Regions from separate parts of the Ovis aries genome. Here region 2 is linked to region 1. A link is a contact called in public Hi-C data. All regions are on one chromosome and are shown on one strand. The core of a region is the stretch at or near the end of the contact, and the rest is flanking DNA. Distances in the headings are between cores, read along the strand shown. Region 1 holds the start of LOC121819259 (basic proline-rich protein-like). Region 2 overlaps SARDH (sarcosine dehydrogenase).

Evidence for each region. A called contact is a pair of places that touch in the nucleus more often than the background predicts.
Region 2: a Hi-C map of liver shows a contact between it and region 1, with 2.2 times the contacts expected there. The contact joins the enhancer-like site here to the promoter of LOC121819259 in region 1. A contact is called at or near these places in 6 of 16 Hi-C or Micro-C datasets (hypothalamus, liver, muscle and 1 more).

What each region holds. Positions count from the first base shown.
Region 1 is chr3:2,374,884-2,382,222 of ARS-UI_Ramb_v3.0, forward strand. LOC121819259 (basic proline-rich protein-like) reads right to left here and starts at 1,693. Exons shown (of 2, transcript XM_042247997.2): 1 at 1,068-1,693; 2 at 1-898. SARDH (sarcosine dehydrogenase) reads left to right here. Exons shown (of 21, transcript XM_042247993.1): 3 at 747-925; 4 at 2,272-2,451; 5 at 3,108-3,231; 6 at 3,381-3,481.
Region 2 is chr3:2,410,287-2,417,383 of ARS-UI_Ramb_v3.0, forward strand. It overlaps SARDH (sarcosine dehydrogenase), which reads left to right. Exons shown (of 21, transcript XM_042247993.1): 17 at 2,795-2,888. Among named protein-coding and RNA genes, the nearest start is that of DBH, 39 kb to the right of the region's middle. Within about 2 kb of position 4,290, at least 15 of the 54 cell types and tissues checked have an H3K27ac peak or open chromatin away from gene starts, as enhancers often do. A contact at or near this core is called in liver, where this site is marked.

The DNA of each region.
Region 1 (7,339 bases), core at 443-2,942:
GGCCCAGGCAGCTGTCTGCTCAGAGTGCAAGCCCTTTCTCCGGATGGAGCCCCCAGGATGAGGGGCATCCACGGGGTGCAGAGGATGGATGGGGGAGGGAGATGAGGCAGAGAGGCGTCCTAGCGGGCACCGCGATCCTCAGCGCCTGACTGGTGTGCAGGTCCCCAGGGCAGCCAACCTTCTGCCTCAGCGCTGCGTTAAGATTGGCAGCGTCTGTGGGGCAGTCACTCCCGCTTTGGCCGATACAAGCATGATGGCGCCGAACGGGGAGCTGGGGAGAGGTTCAGAGGGCACTGTCTCCCCACCGTCACTTCTCCCTGGGCCGGCCGCTCCCCAGGCCCCGGTCAGAAGGGGTCCACTCTGTGGGGGAACTTCAGTCGGTCCCGGGACCCCCTCACCACCTGCCCTGAGATCCTGGGCACAGAGCTGTTTGATGCTCCTTAATTTCACCGTGCAACAGTCCCACCTGCCTCCCCGGGCCGCCGTTGCTCCGTGCCCGGCTCTGCCCACAGCAGGTGCCCGATAAAGGAGGCCTTTGGTGTTGTCTTTGAGCTGCCCAAGAGCTGTGTCCTGGGACTCAGCGTTGCCCCTGTCGTTTCCTGCTCATCGGCCTCTCGAGGCCGTCTCCATGGCCTGCAGGGATGCTTCAGGCCCGCAGCCTGATATTTGGGAGCTCTGGCCTGCTTGGGGAAGGGGGTGCAGCCCCTCAGGGGCTGATGGCGCACCCACCCACCCGCTCCCGCCAGGCCTGCTGTGGCAGCTGCGGCCCAGTGACGTGGAGGTGGAGCTCCTGGCGCACACGAGGCAAGTGGTGAGCCGCGAGCTGGAGGAGGAGACAGGGCTGCACACGGGCTGGATCCAGAACGGTGGCCTGTTCATCGCGTCCAGCCGGCAGCGTCTGGATGAGTACAAGAGGCTCATGTCGGTGGGTGCACCCCCGCGGGCGGGGGTGGGCAGCGTAGTGCAAGGGAGGAGCCCCGGTGGATGCGGCTGGAGCCTCGCCCTGCCTCAGCTGGGCTGGGCCCCCTGCGACAGGCGCCTTTGCCTCCGAGCCTCGGCATTCTCACCTTTGAAATGGGATCCTGTCGAGGAGCATGGTTCTGCTGAGCCTCAGAGGCAGAAGAGGCCCAGTGGATGGGGGTTGCCACCACGCGCGGTGCTCCTGGGGGTCAGGCTGAAGGATGAACCCGCACAACCCGGGAGGCAGGGACCGCTCTTCCCCCAGCTCTGCCGGAGATGCTTAGGGAACATCGTTGTCAGGGAGATGGCAGAGGAAGCCTTACACCGTGGAAGGCCCGCTGTTGGGGTGGAGTGTTGGTCCTTCACCCAGAGCAGCCAGGGCTGGCCCCCACATTCCAGGGCATGGAAGGGACGAGTTTCTCCAGCGATGCATCGGTTACCGAGCACCAACTGTATACTGGCAAGCAGAACCGGCGGCGTGGGAAGCGGAGGCGCACTGTTGAGGGGACGCTGTGTTCCCCTGAGTGCCCCAGCGGAAGCAGCGGCAGCTGGCTTCGTCACAGCAGGGCGGGGGATCTCTGGGGTCAGGAGGCGGTCTCGTTCTGCCTCCTCCCACCACCTCTTCCCCAGCTACTCACTCATCAGCTGGGACGGGTCACCTTGGGGGGTTTCAGCTCAAGTTCGGAGCGAGGTCTCTGCCACCTCTCAGTCAGGATGCGCCGAGAGGGAATCTGATTGGCTCAGCTCATCTCTAGTGGGGCTGGAGAAGGAAATGGCCACCCACTCCAGCATTCCTGCCTAGGAAATCCCATGGACAAAGTCTGAGTCTGGCGGGCAACAGTCCCTGGAGTTGGACACGACTTAGCCACTGAGCACATCTCTGGTTGGGCAGGTCCTGATGGGCGGATGCCTGCGGACACTTGATTGGCTGCCCGTTGACCAATGAAATGCGTCAGGGGTGTGGTCTGTCACGCAGTTGGCTCCTGGGACAGAGGACCTGCTGGTCTCTGGGGAGTCAGTCTGACCAACACACCTGGTTCAAGCTCCAGATATCAGACCTGTGGGGATTATTTTATTTATTTTACATAGCAAGTCCTTATGTGCCCGGGCCCCAGAGACTGCTTCTGAGCACTGCACAGGTTCCTCACTCTTCCTCGGAGCTGGCCCAGGGGACAGGAGCTTCCCCAGGCATGGCTCACAGTTCCTGGGGGTGCCAGGGTCAAAACTGACCCTTGGAGGCCCAGACAGGGAGGCGAGTGGCTGGAAGGATCTGCCCCATCCCCAGGCTCACTTTCCTCTGCGTTCCCCTAGTTGGGCAAGGTCTACGGCATCGAGTCCCACGTGCTGAGCCCCGGGGAAACCAAGGCTTTGTATCCGCTGATGAACGTGGAGGACCTCTACGGGACCCTGTACGTGCCCCACGACGGTACCATGGACCCCGCCGGCACCTGCACCAGCCTCGCCCGGGCCGCCACCGCGCGGGGGGCGCAGGTACGACCGTCTCCCGGCCCTGGGCCCCCCGCTCTGAGCCTGGCCCTCCTGCCCAGGAACATGAGCTCCCTCTGCGCTGAGACCACGGGCCAGCGGGGACCCGAGCCCCTGACCCGCTCCTGCCCAGGCTAGCCAGCCGCTTCGGTCTGTCCATGATGTCCACTCTCCCCAGAGGCCCCACCCTGCTGGGATAGCAAACCTGCCACAAATCTCTTCTCCTTTTGACTTGAGTCCACATGTAGTTGTAGGAAAAATTAGAAAAGACAAATAATCAAGGAAGAAGACATGGAGAAAGCTGAAGAAAGAAAAGAGTCACCCAGAGGCCCCCAGTGTTGACACTTTAGTGTTACCGCGAGTATATTTCTCTGGAGAAGTGAACCAAGCTGCACTGACCTTCACGCGACCTTTGAACTGCAGCATCTGCCAGTCCCTTGAGCCCTCCTTTTTCTCTTTAAAGTCTCTGTTTAGGGGGACAGGTTCTCCACATCAAGGAGCACGGAGCCGGTTCCCGCCCTGTGGTCAGCCCCATGTCCCCGATGGGGCTGCATGAAGCCTGCCCGAGCAGAAGCAGGGGTCCCGGGTCCCGACCGGGCTGGGTGGGCGGCCAGCCCTCCGAGAGCTGGCGTGGCTTGGAAAGCAGCTCCTCTCACTCCCAGGTCATCGAGAACTGCCCAGTGACCGGGATCCGTGTGCGGACGGACGATTTTGGGGTGCGGCGGGTCGCAGCCGTGGAGACAGAACACGGTTCCATCCAGACTCCGTGTGTGGTCAATTGTGCAGGTGGGAAGGCGTTTCTCCTGCCTCCCGAGTGGCCACCCTGACTGTTCCCAAAGCTGGCCTTGCTTAGGGGTGGGGGCGCCCAGTGCCCCCCTGGCTGGCGGCCCCTGCCAGATGCCGGCAGGGCTCAGCCGCCTGTGCTCTGCCCGCAGGGGTGTGGGCGCACGCTGTGGGCCGGATGGCTGGCGTCAAGGTCCCGCTGGTGGCCATGCGCCACGCTTACGTCGTCACCGAGCGCATTGAGGGGATCCAGGTGAGTAGCTGGCCCCCGGGCCCGCATCAGGCTGCAGGAGACTGGCTCGTGGTGGCCCACGGGCCTGGCTCTGACCCCACACACGCAGGTCGCCACGCTGAGTGTCAGTGGCCCTATCTGTAAAATGGGCCTTCTCGTGACTGGACGCCCTGGGTGGCATGAGGATGAGGAAGTGGCGCAGCTGTAAGCTGAGGGCCCCACCCCCTCCTTTGCCTTCGTGGCACGGCTCCTCACTGATGCCAAGCCTATCACACTTGGTGCGGCCAGCCTGACGTTGGCTGTGTCCCATCCCCCTGGTGTTCCTGGGAACCCCTGAATGTTCGCAGGTCCCCAAATATGCTGTGGGTGCCAGTCTCAGAGGACAGTGGCCCACAGCCCTGGGACCCTCCCGGGCAGCCCTGGAGACCCCCCTGCCAGGGGGGCGGGCAGGGGCCGGGGAGAGCTGTGGGCCCTCTCCCATCCTGGGAGCTTCCTGTCGCCCTGTCGTCACCCACGCCTCTTTCCCTCCACGCACCTCTCCCGTCCCCTCACACCTCCATCCCTTTGCTCGCGTGTCCCTCTGCGCCCGCGCCCGTCTCTCCCTCCGCCCACCCGTCTTTCCTGCACTCACTTCCTCTCTGTCCATCTTGCCTCCCTGCATCTGCTCATCCCTCCTTCCATCCCTCCCTCCCTCTAGCCCGCCATCCACCTGTCCTGTCCGTCCGTCCCCCCGTTCGCTGATGGACCTGCTCATCCACCCATTCACCTGCCCACCCTTCCTCCCCCGTACCCACCCGTCTGCCACTCCCCGACCCCTTCCTCCATCATCTGTCCATTTATTCACACGTATAACCAACCCACCCTCCCCGCCCTCTCCGTCAAACATTGACTGGGTAAGCTCTGTGCTCCAGGCCCTGTTCTAGAAGCTGGGGCTGTGACAGAGATAAGAACCTAGTTCTTGCCCAGGTGAGCTGGCAATGGGAGGTTACGAACAAGTAAATAGACATTTATTTTAAAACGGGCTGGCAAGCACTGGGGCTCCAGGGACCCACAGCCTGTGGACCAGGGCAGTGCCCTGGCAGAGACCACGTCCGAAGGGTCTCCTGAGACATCTAAGGGAAGGCAGAGGGGAGATAAGGGAAGAGGGGAGGGCGCAGGGCACGGCAGCTGGGGAGGAGCAGGCGGTTCCGAGGCGGGCCTTGGCACGCGGGTGTGGGTAAGAGACGGGGCTGACCTTGATTGGGGCCAGGCCCCAGCAGGGAGGGTCCCGGGAGGCTCGCCCCTGCCCTGGAACTAGCCTGGCTTCCGTCGGCTCACCAGGCTGGCCGCTGGGTGGGCCCCGTGGTGAAGGGGGCGGGCAGCTGGGGCGGGACTGAAGCCTCTACCCTCTCCCACCCCCTTCTCCCGACACCAAGTTCCCGTACTCAGGGATGGGCTTGATGTGATCCAGCACATTCCTCCTGAGGGCTGCGGTGTGCCACGCACGGTGAGGCGTTGGGGAAAGAGGCAGTGTCAATGGGACGAGCCCCGGGCCCTGGTTCCGAGGGAAATATCTCCGGTGGCCGCCAGGGGTCACCTTCTGACCGCTCTGGACTGTAGAAGGGACAGTAAAGCGAAAGTCGCTCAGCCTCGTCTGACTTGCAGCGACCCAGGCCAGGATCCTGGAGTGGGTACCCTTTCCCTTCTCCAGCAGACCTTCCTGACCTGGGAACTGAACCAGGGTCTCCTGCATTGCAGGCGGATTCTTTACTAACTGAACCAACAGGGAATCTGTGGATGGGGGCTGGGCTAGAGCTGGGGACGGGTCTGGGCAGAGGAGGGCCGTATCCTGGTGGGGAGGAGGAGGGTCACAGGGCATCCACGGAGCCCGGGACGGAGCCTCAGCCTCTCCGCACATGATGTCTGGCTTTGAGGCAGCTTCAGGGAGAAGCAGGGCAGTGTGGACCCTCCCTGAAATTTTAAGATCAGCACCACACTGGGTTTATTCATGTTACTTGCAAACACTACCATCTCCCAGAGACTTGTGTGCCTCTGGGAACCCCACGCTCCACCCCAGGGAAGGGCCACCAGCCCCAGAAACTCTTAGACTCTTTGTAGGAGAAAAGAGGAGATTCGGGGCTAGGGGCCAACTTCCCCATGCTTCCCTCCACGTGGGGAGTCTGGGAGGCCAGGCTCTCCTGAGGTCACACCTGGGCAGCCTGAATCTGGAGGAATGGGCCCCTGACCCTGACCTCCCACATGGTCTGACCCCTTGGTGAGTCAGAGAACAAGCTCGCTTAGGCCAAGGCAGCTCCTGTAATCAGGCTCTGGGGCTCATGCTGGGAGGTCCCTGACACCTGGACTTGTTTATGGATGGTCAGGAGACTCCCTGACAGTGGACAGTCTTGTATTGTGAGGGGCCAATTGCCCAAGTCTGGGCTTCACAGTGTTGGGGGCCTGGACACCCCAGGCTTCTGGTGAGGGCTCAGGGTTCAGCCCCCTGGACCACATGCCCTTCTCCTTTCTTCCTGGGGGACCAGGGAGCTGGGCTGCCCCAGGGACCCCAATTCTAAGAAGCTGTGCCATTCTGGGTCCTAGCCGAATGCTGTCCTCAGCTCCTCTGTGACCTCATCCAGGGACCTCTCTGGATCTGGTCTCTGCGTCCATCAAACACGGTGGCCCAGATGCCATGTGATGGTCTGGCGTCCCCACTGCCTTCCACCTACTGCTCTGCTGCGGTGGAGCCGTGGGAAAAGGCCCAAGCTCGGGGTCTGCATCCCGACCCCCTCCATTAGCCAGCCAGGTGAGCCGAGGTGCCGCCAGAGCCTCAGTTTCCTCTTCTGCAAAATGGGTTTAAAACTGTTTAGGGCTGTGCTGAGAGAGGAACCAAGTGGTGGGCTAGGGCTGAGCGCAGTGCCTGGCACATCGCGGTGAGGACTGCCGTGACTGACAGAGGACATCGGACGGTCCAGGCAGCAAGTGCCTCAGAGAACTGGGAAGCCTGGAGCCATCCGATGGGCTCCCTGGAGGAAGCAGCTGGTGGGATCTGAATGAGGGTGAGGCCAGGAGCAGCGGATGGAAGAGGGCGGGCTGGGATCAGGAGTGTGACCCCAGGGGCACTGGGGTCGCACCTATAGGGTGGGCTTCCGGATGGAGGGGGCAGCGAGGGTACCCCGTGGACGCCTTGGGCTGAGCTGAGCCCGTGCTGGGCTCTCTGTGGCAGCTGGGGCCTTGCAAGGCCGGGAGGGAGGGACACTGATCCTGCTGGACAGATGCAGGGGCTGTCCTGACCACCAGGTGTCCCCACTGTCCTGCTCTGTGGAGCCCCAGCATTTCGTGTGTTTTGTTTTTTGGGTAGTAGGGACAACAGAGGTAATGAGATCACCGGTTCTGAAGAGCTCCCCCTGCAGCCCCTGACGGCAGCTCCTCAGCGCAGACGTCCTTGTCGCCGTGCTCAGAGGAGCCAGGCGGCCCGCAGACAGGAGGAGGAGGCAGGGCCCCTGCCGGGTGGTCCCTTTTGGTCGCTGCGTGTCCTCAAAGATGGGGTGGAGGGCTCACACCTGAGGAGTCCATCTCCAGGGTCGGGGGTGCTGAGAGCCAGCTCAGTGCCTGGGGCCTGCAGGGGAAGTGAGCCTCTCCTCACTCCCGTCCTCACTCCCGCTCGCTTTCGGAGATGGTCTTAATTTTTGGTCATTCACTTGTTGGTTAAATCAGTACTCAGTATTTGCAGTCTGATGGCAGTGAAAACATCGTGAACTCCTGAGCAAGCAGAGTCCAGCTTCTTGTGTTTCCTGGAGTTGCTATTAATAAGTGTGTGTTTCCAGCGGTTCAGTTTCCCATGTAGCTGTCACCAATTCTCCCTATCTACGTGGCTCAAGGGTAAAGAATCTGCCTGCCAAT
Region 2 (7,097 bases), core at 3,040-5,539, 38 kb after region 1:
CTGGGCTTCGGGCTGCCCGTGAAAGCCAGTATCTGTTAAGGGGACCTTGGAGGAGACGCTGGAAGAAATGGGGGCTCAAGCCGTGGGTGCTCTCTGAAGGGACAGTGTTCCAGACAGAGGGAGCGGCAGGTGCAGAGGCCCTGCGGCGGGAGGAAACACAGCGAGGGAAGGGCTGTGGGAGAGGACGAGCTCAGAGGGCTGCAGAGGCCAGCGCTGGCGAGGGGACAGGCTGCTCCTCCAGGAGAGGGGGCTGCGCGGAGGAGGGGCGCGGTTGGACGTGGGCTTTAACGGGGTCTCTGATGCTGGGCCAGAGTGTGGGAGGCGGGCAGGAGCCTCAAGGGCCAGGGGAAGGAGGGACTCCAGGGAGGGAGTGACGACCTGTGTCCGAGTGGTCAGTGGGTCAATTAGGACAAAGACCGCGCATTGACAGGTGGGTCTGGAGGCCCGGTGGTTCCTGCGGACTTGACGAGGTCATCTCTAGTGGCTGGGTGGGGGCCTGCTGAGACAGGAGGGGAGGACAGGAACGGGGTGTGTGGAGGGAGGCCGAGCTTGCTGGCCGCAGCAGGAGAACCAGGATGCTGGGGTTCTGCAGAAAGACGCGTGGACCACGCTTGCCCTGGCTCGGCTCGGGGACTTGCCCTGTTCTGCAGGCGGGGGTCTGCATCTCTCCCCTGGGTGAGCTGACGTCTGCATCTCTGGGCTGAATGGGGATGTGGGGTGGTCCTGGACTCCTGAGCGCTAGGCGGTCCTCAGAAGCTTCATTGCCATGGCGACCTTGGAGAGGGACTGGGTTATTTCTGGTGTGGTGGGGGGTGAGTGGGCAGGAGAGGGAGGGGGCGCCAGACAGACTGATCAAGGCGCGGCCTGCGGGGACAGGCCAGCTCTCCCAGCCTCATTATAAGCTGCTCCAGGAGGGCGCCGAGTGACGGTTGCCAGGGCAGGGAGACGAGCTCCCCTCCTCCTGGCAATTTCTTGACTTTCTCCTCCAAATTGTCCTCGCTCCTTCAAAAATAGCCCGAAGTTTCTGGTATGAATAATAATGTCACCAGTGCCGCCGATAAGGGCTGGACTTTCTGAGCTGTTTCGTGGGAAGCATTTCGTGGCACCTGGACCAGGGGAGATGCTGGATGACTTGCCAACCAGTGGAACTTTCGGGAGACAGTTCAGAATTGATGGCCCAGAACGGTAGCCTCTAAGCCATATGTGTCCAGCAAGGCCTTGAAACGTGGCCGGCGAGACAGAACTTTTTTGTTTTAATTAACCGAAGCTCAGGAGACCCCTCGTGGCTGGTGGAGACAGCCTGGGGGGCGGTGGTCGCTGTTGCGTGGTTAATGCCCAGGTGCCTGCCTCACTGCCCTCACGGGGCAACAAGGGGGCCCAACACCAGGTGGGGGGGCCAGTGATCTGAACCTGGTCTCCGCCCAGAGCCAGTGCCCTCTGGCGCCACCTGCTGCCCACTGTGGGAAGGACAGCCTCCCGCACCCTGGCCCGTGCCCTGCAGACCTGCGTGTCCAGGTTGTGCCCGACTGGGGACCCCCGGCCCTGCTGAGCCCCAGCTCCAGCTCCTCCCTCCTTCCCCGTGGGGCAGACCCTGCCGCCCAGGGCTGCAGTGTAGACAGGCTTCTTGAGGACCGGGTGTGCATTCTCCAGGGGCAGGCACGCGTGGGTGCTGGGGTGTTACATAAGGATCCTGACACGCTGCAGTGGGCTGGGCATCTCGGGCCGGTGTGGGCGGGCAGCTGCTGGCACCGTGGGGGGCAGGGATCATCAGGGTCGGAAGTGTCTCTGGGCACTGGCTGGGACCCTGTGAGGCAGAAATGGGGGTGGGTGGGAGCTGTTTCCTGCCGATGGGGAGCTGGCCCAGAGGTGCAAAGCCAGCCCACCTTCAATCAGTCCCATTTACCAAGTGCCCTCTCTGTGCCAGGCACGTCTGCAGAGGGGGCCCCATTGGCACGGAGCTCCCGGTTCAGTGGGGCAGGTTTGCAACCCTGAGAGGTGCCCTGGCGGGAGACGTATCAGGGCCACAGGCTCAGGCCGGGGGCGTTGAAGGGGGACTGGACCCAGACTCGGAACCAGGGAGGGCTTCTTGTAGGAGGTGACAGACGAGCCAAGACCTGAAGGATGACCGAAGATTCGACAGGGACGCCTGGAGGGAATGTGCGTGGTGGGAGAGTGAGCTCAGGCCGGCAGGGAGGGAGGCGAGAAGCCAGGCGCCCCGGAAGGGAGGGTTTCCATGAACACCGGAAGGTCTCAGGAGGACTATCAAGCGTGAGGGTCAGACTCTTCCGGGCACAGCTGGGCAGAGGGGCGAGGAGAGGGGCCCCTGCCCTTGGGCAGCTTTGGCAGGCGGGGCATTAACTGGTTAGACTGTTGCCCCAGGCCTGGGTTCCCCATCTGAGAAAGGAGAGCCAGGGCTTGGCTATTTCTGCCACTGTTTCTGATGAAGGTGCCTTTTTTTCCTTTAACTTGATACATTTTTTTTGGCCATGGTGCCTGGTATTTGAGATCTTAGCTCCCCCACTGGGGATCAAACTCACGCCCCCTGCAGCGGAAATACAGAGTCTTAGTCGCTGGACGGCCAGGGAAGTCCTGAAGGTGCCCTTCTCGTATGACTGGATCTTTGCACGTCTCCATCTTGGTGTGTTTCATTAAGAGCACCTTTGTTCTCGGTCTGCCCTGTGAGGACAGGGCCTCAGCCTGCCCACCGTGGTGCCCTCAGAGCCCTCCCAGCCCAGGGTGCGCACCCAGGAGGGCTTGGCAGGTGTTTGCTGACCAGCCTTGTCCTTGCTCACAGCCGGGCCATTCTCCAAGAGGTGCTGGAGGCCGACCTGAGCGATGACGCCTTCCCCTTCTCCACCCACAAGCTGGTGAGAGCCGCCGGGCACCTGGTAGGTAGCAGCGGCTCACGGGCCCCGGGCTGGGGGCGGGGAGCAGCCACGACGTGCTCTGGGGACAGACCAGGGCGGGAGTCTTGTGCCCTTGGGCGGGGCTCTGGAGCTCCTGGGCCCGGCTTCCCTGCAGTAAAGTGGGGGTCCAGACAGCCATGCCCACCGGCTTTTAGGGCCTCAGAGGAGGAGCGGGGTCCAAGTCAATGCTTGGCACACACTTGGGGGCCGGTCCCAAGCTTCTGTCTTGGCCTTGCTGCCTGTGCGGCTGCCCCTCATGTCCACTTCTCAGGTGTGGGGCACACCCTCCAGGGTCAGCGTGTTTCCTGTGCCTCCTTGCGTGGCTCGGGGCTAGGGACAGCGGTCAGTTCTGCTGCTCCGGAGGCCTGCGTGTCCTGAGCCTGTCCAGGTCTTCCTGGACTGTCCCCCCTCCCCTGGCACTGTGGGAGGGGGCAGGGACTGCTTGGGGTGCCCTGCCAGGCCCCTGGGCAGCACCTTTGCCTGTCTCCCAGCCCAGAAAGTCGGGTCCCAGGGCCGGAAGCTTTTGAGACTGTGGGCGGCTCCAGCAGACCCGCCGTCCTCCGGGACCCTGGGCCAGGTCCTGGGTCCAGCTCTGGTCAGCCCGTCCTACTCCTGGGCTTCGGTTTCCTCTTTGGAAAATAAGTGTCACGATTTCCACTCTGACTTCTTGGGGCCGAGGTGAGGAACAGGCGGTCAAAGTAACATCAGCCACTGTCGGCCAAGGGCTCGCACGGCTCCGGCTTCATCCTCCCGGCAGCGTGGAAGGTTCTGTCAAGGCTTCTGAGCTCTGAGCGATCCACGATGTCGTGGAGCAGATATTCGGGGCGGGGGGCTTAGCAGCGTATGGAGCAGCAGGCCTGGCCTGCAGCCCCTGGACTCCAGGAGCACCCCAGACGTGACAACACGAAGCGTGTCCAGGCGTGACGACACGTCCCCAGGGCAGGAGCCCCGTGGGGACCTCACTGCTCTGAGGCTGCCCTGTTAGCAGGCGCGCGGTCACCCTGGATGTGGTTGCGGCCACGTGTGTTGAACAAGGGCTCCCAGCAGTCCCTGATGTAGGAAGTGTTACCGCCAGGACAGGTGCTTCCCCAGCCTGAGCTCAGAGAAGTCGGATGGACTGCCCAGGGCCCCCCCAGCTAACGGGACATAAAAAACCTCATGACTATGTGTCAATAACACAGACAAGGCTATAAAGGTGGGGGGGGGGCCTGGACAAACAGCCGGATTTGAGGGCACCCCTGCTTTTACTCTCGTCGTGTTCATCTGGGGAGGCGCCGAGGAAGGTCCCAGATCCTGGCCTGCAGAGGGGCGGGAGGTCACGCAGTCTGGGTCCTGTTAGCAAGTAAACAGTGTCTCGCTGACGTCAGCAAGGAGGCTGCCAGGAGGAGGCAGATAAAGGCAGCTCTGCTCTGCCTGCGCTTTCGGAGGCCACGCTGGGGCAGGAAGCGGGGCTGTCTCTGTCTCGCTCGCTTCCTGCCTCCTTGATGCAGCGCTGCCTGCCGGGACCAGAGAGGGTGTGCGTCTTGAGAGCACAGCACAGCTCCACCCAGGCCGCTGTGGCCGCTGGCCTGCCCTCTCGGTCCCCCCGGGGTGGTGGTCTGTGCAGTGCCCCCCAGTCAGGAGTAGGGGTTCTGACTTGTGATGTGGCGCGGGGGGCAGCTGGCGTGGCTCGGCCTGTGTGTGGTTCGGGGATTTATGTGGAAGAGGAGCAGGTGGGAAGGCCGCCCCTCCAGCTGAGGGCCACTCCAGGGAGGCGCCGGGGACTTGGGCTGGGACGATGGGCTCCAGCTGCCTCCCCACACCCACCCCGGGGGGCGGGGGCGGCCCTCCCTGGCCCTGGCTGCCTCCCCAGGCCTGGCCCATGGCTGTCTGGCTGCACCTTGGCCTCTGGGGCCTGGGAGCTGGGCTGGGCCAGGGCGCGGGCCAGGAGAAGCAGAGGCCAGACTGCAGGGTGAAGCCTGGCCTGGGACGACAGGCACAAGTGGGGGCCACGGGGTGCTCGGGGCAGAAGTGGGGCGCAGGAAGGCCGCAGGCTGCTTCTCTCCGCTGCACCGTCCCCCCGCCCCACAGCTGGCTCAGCGGTTCTGTGGCAACCACTGCGTGGCTTGCCCCTGTTTCCAGCTGCTGTGCAGGGCCTGGGTGCAGAGCTCATCCTGGCATGACCCCTTTGGGTGCCCCCTTTGACCCCGCTGAGCCGGCCCTTTCTCGCCGGCCACAGAGTCTGGCTGAAGAGTTGATGGGCCTCAGTGTTTCACTGTAAATACTGGGAACATTCTTAAGACAAGAGCAAGTTAACAAAAACTCCTCCGGTCGCACTGGAGAGAAAGCCCGAGGTGAACAGAGTTTCCTTCCGCCTTCTGTTGCTTCTCTACCTGTAAATCCTAAACCAGAAGCAGGATCATCCCAAACTGTGGACAGTTCGTGCGCTCGGCTTCTCTCGGGACGTTGTTGGGATGGTTTTCTTGTTCCTTGAAATACCGCCTGAGTTTGAAATACTGCTTTACCCACTCCAACACCGTACGCGGGACACTTGGTTGGGCCACTTCTTTGCCTTGGAATTGCTCTGTGACGGGCTTCCCATGATGGCGGGCCCGTTATGACTTTGATTATTGACCCTGGACATGTAGCTCAGAACCAGGACCGAGAAGCAGAGGTGTCCCAGGGTCACGGCCCCAGCCTTCCGGGCCGTGCAGCAGCCCTGCAGTATTTTCTGCCTCCCCTTTGGGGGAGGACAGGAGAGACACTGTCCAAGTGCGGCCCAGGCTACCAGCTCACACTCGGCTGGCATGGATGCCCAGCTGAGTTCTGGCATTCCCTTCTAAACCTCAGGGTCTGTCCCAGTGCTGAGCCGCAGCTGCCCCTGGAGTTAGTTCCAGGCATGTTGGCTGGAAGCCTACCACATCGGGGGCTGGTGGGGCTCACAGCCTGGCTGGGCTTGGGGGCGGGAAGGACGCTGCAGCCCCAGCCCAGCCTGCACGGGCCCCGAGGCCTGGGAGGAGAGAGGCCACAGCCCCGACCGCGAGCCGACATGGAGTGAGGGGGTCCCGGGAACACGTGTATGGGAGGATTCCAGTCTTGCCTTAGCAACCGCACCTCCCCCTGAGGCCCCGCTGGTGTGGCTCTGGCTCCACAGTGTCGGTGTTATGACCTCGCAGTGGCCGGGGCCACAAGCTCCCAGACGGTCCCAGTGGGCGGCATGGAGGCCTCCCCGTCCACCGCCTGCACGAGGGCACCCAGCAGGACACAGGCTGGGGGAGCTGGGCTGGCGGCTGCCCCGGCCCCGCCGAGGTGGCCTCACAGGCAGATGGGGAGCTGGGAGCCGGGTCGGCCCGGGATCTGGGGGTCCAGGGCACAGTCCCATCAGGGCCCAGCAGAGCTGGGGGCCAGCAGGCCTGGCCTCTGGTCCTACCCCGGGACCCCCTTTCTGGGGTCAGTTTCCCCATCTGTCACACAGCGTCTAGACAATGGCTGTCAGCATTTTTGAGCCATCCTGGAAGTCTGTCCAGACGTCCTGAGCACTCTGGAACCAGGGGGAATTTCATGTTCTCCTAAATAATATCAACATGTGTTGACACCAGTTCCATCAATGTTGAGATGCTGGGCCTGGAGTTCAGGGCCAAGTCTTTATGGGAGATAATTGGTCACCAGCCAACCAGCTGCGGGAGAGGAATGTGTGTGTCTGAGTCATTGGCCAGACCTCCGGGTCACAAGGGACGCGCGGGACGATGAGGGTCAGAGCCCAGAACCACAGATCCCGCCCAAGGGTGGGTGAGCGGGACCCTGCTGCTGCCCGTGAAGACCCACCGTCACGGCAGGCGCGTGGTGGGCGACCGTGGCTGAGCAGTCCCGCCAGTCGCGCCCTGTCCTGAGCAGAGCAGCGCCGCTGTTTTGCAGCAATTCTGAGATGCTTGGCCGGGCCCCAGGCTTCCAAGATCCTCGCATTCCTGTTGGAAGAACGGGGCGGGAGCTGTCCCCTCGGCTGCCAGCTGACCAGACGTCCTCAAGGCCAGTGAGGTTTCCAGTGTAGGTCTGCTCCCAGCCTGGTTCTCAGGGAAGACACTGTGTCCCCGAGCCTCAGCCGAGGACGGGGGCCCCCCTGGAAAGCAGCAGGTGCTGGGCTAGAAGCTCATCGTGAGGCCACGTGATAAAGCAATTTTCTTCTGAAAATTAATTTCGGGTCAAAAGGAAATT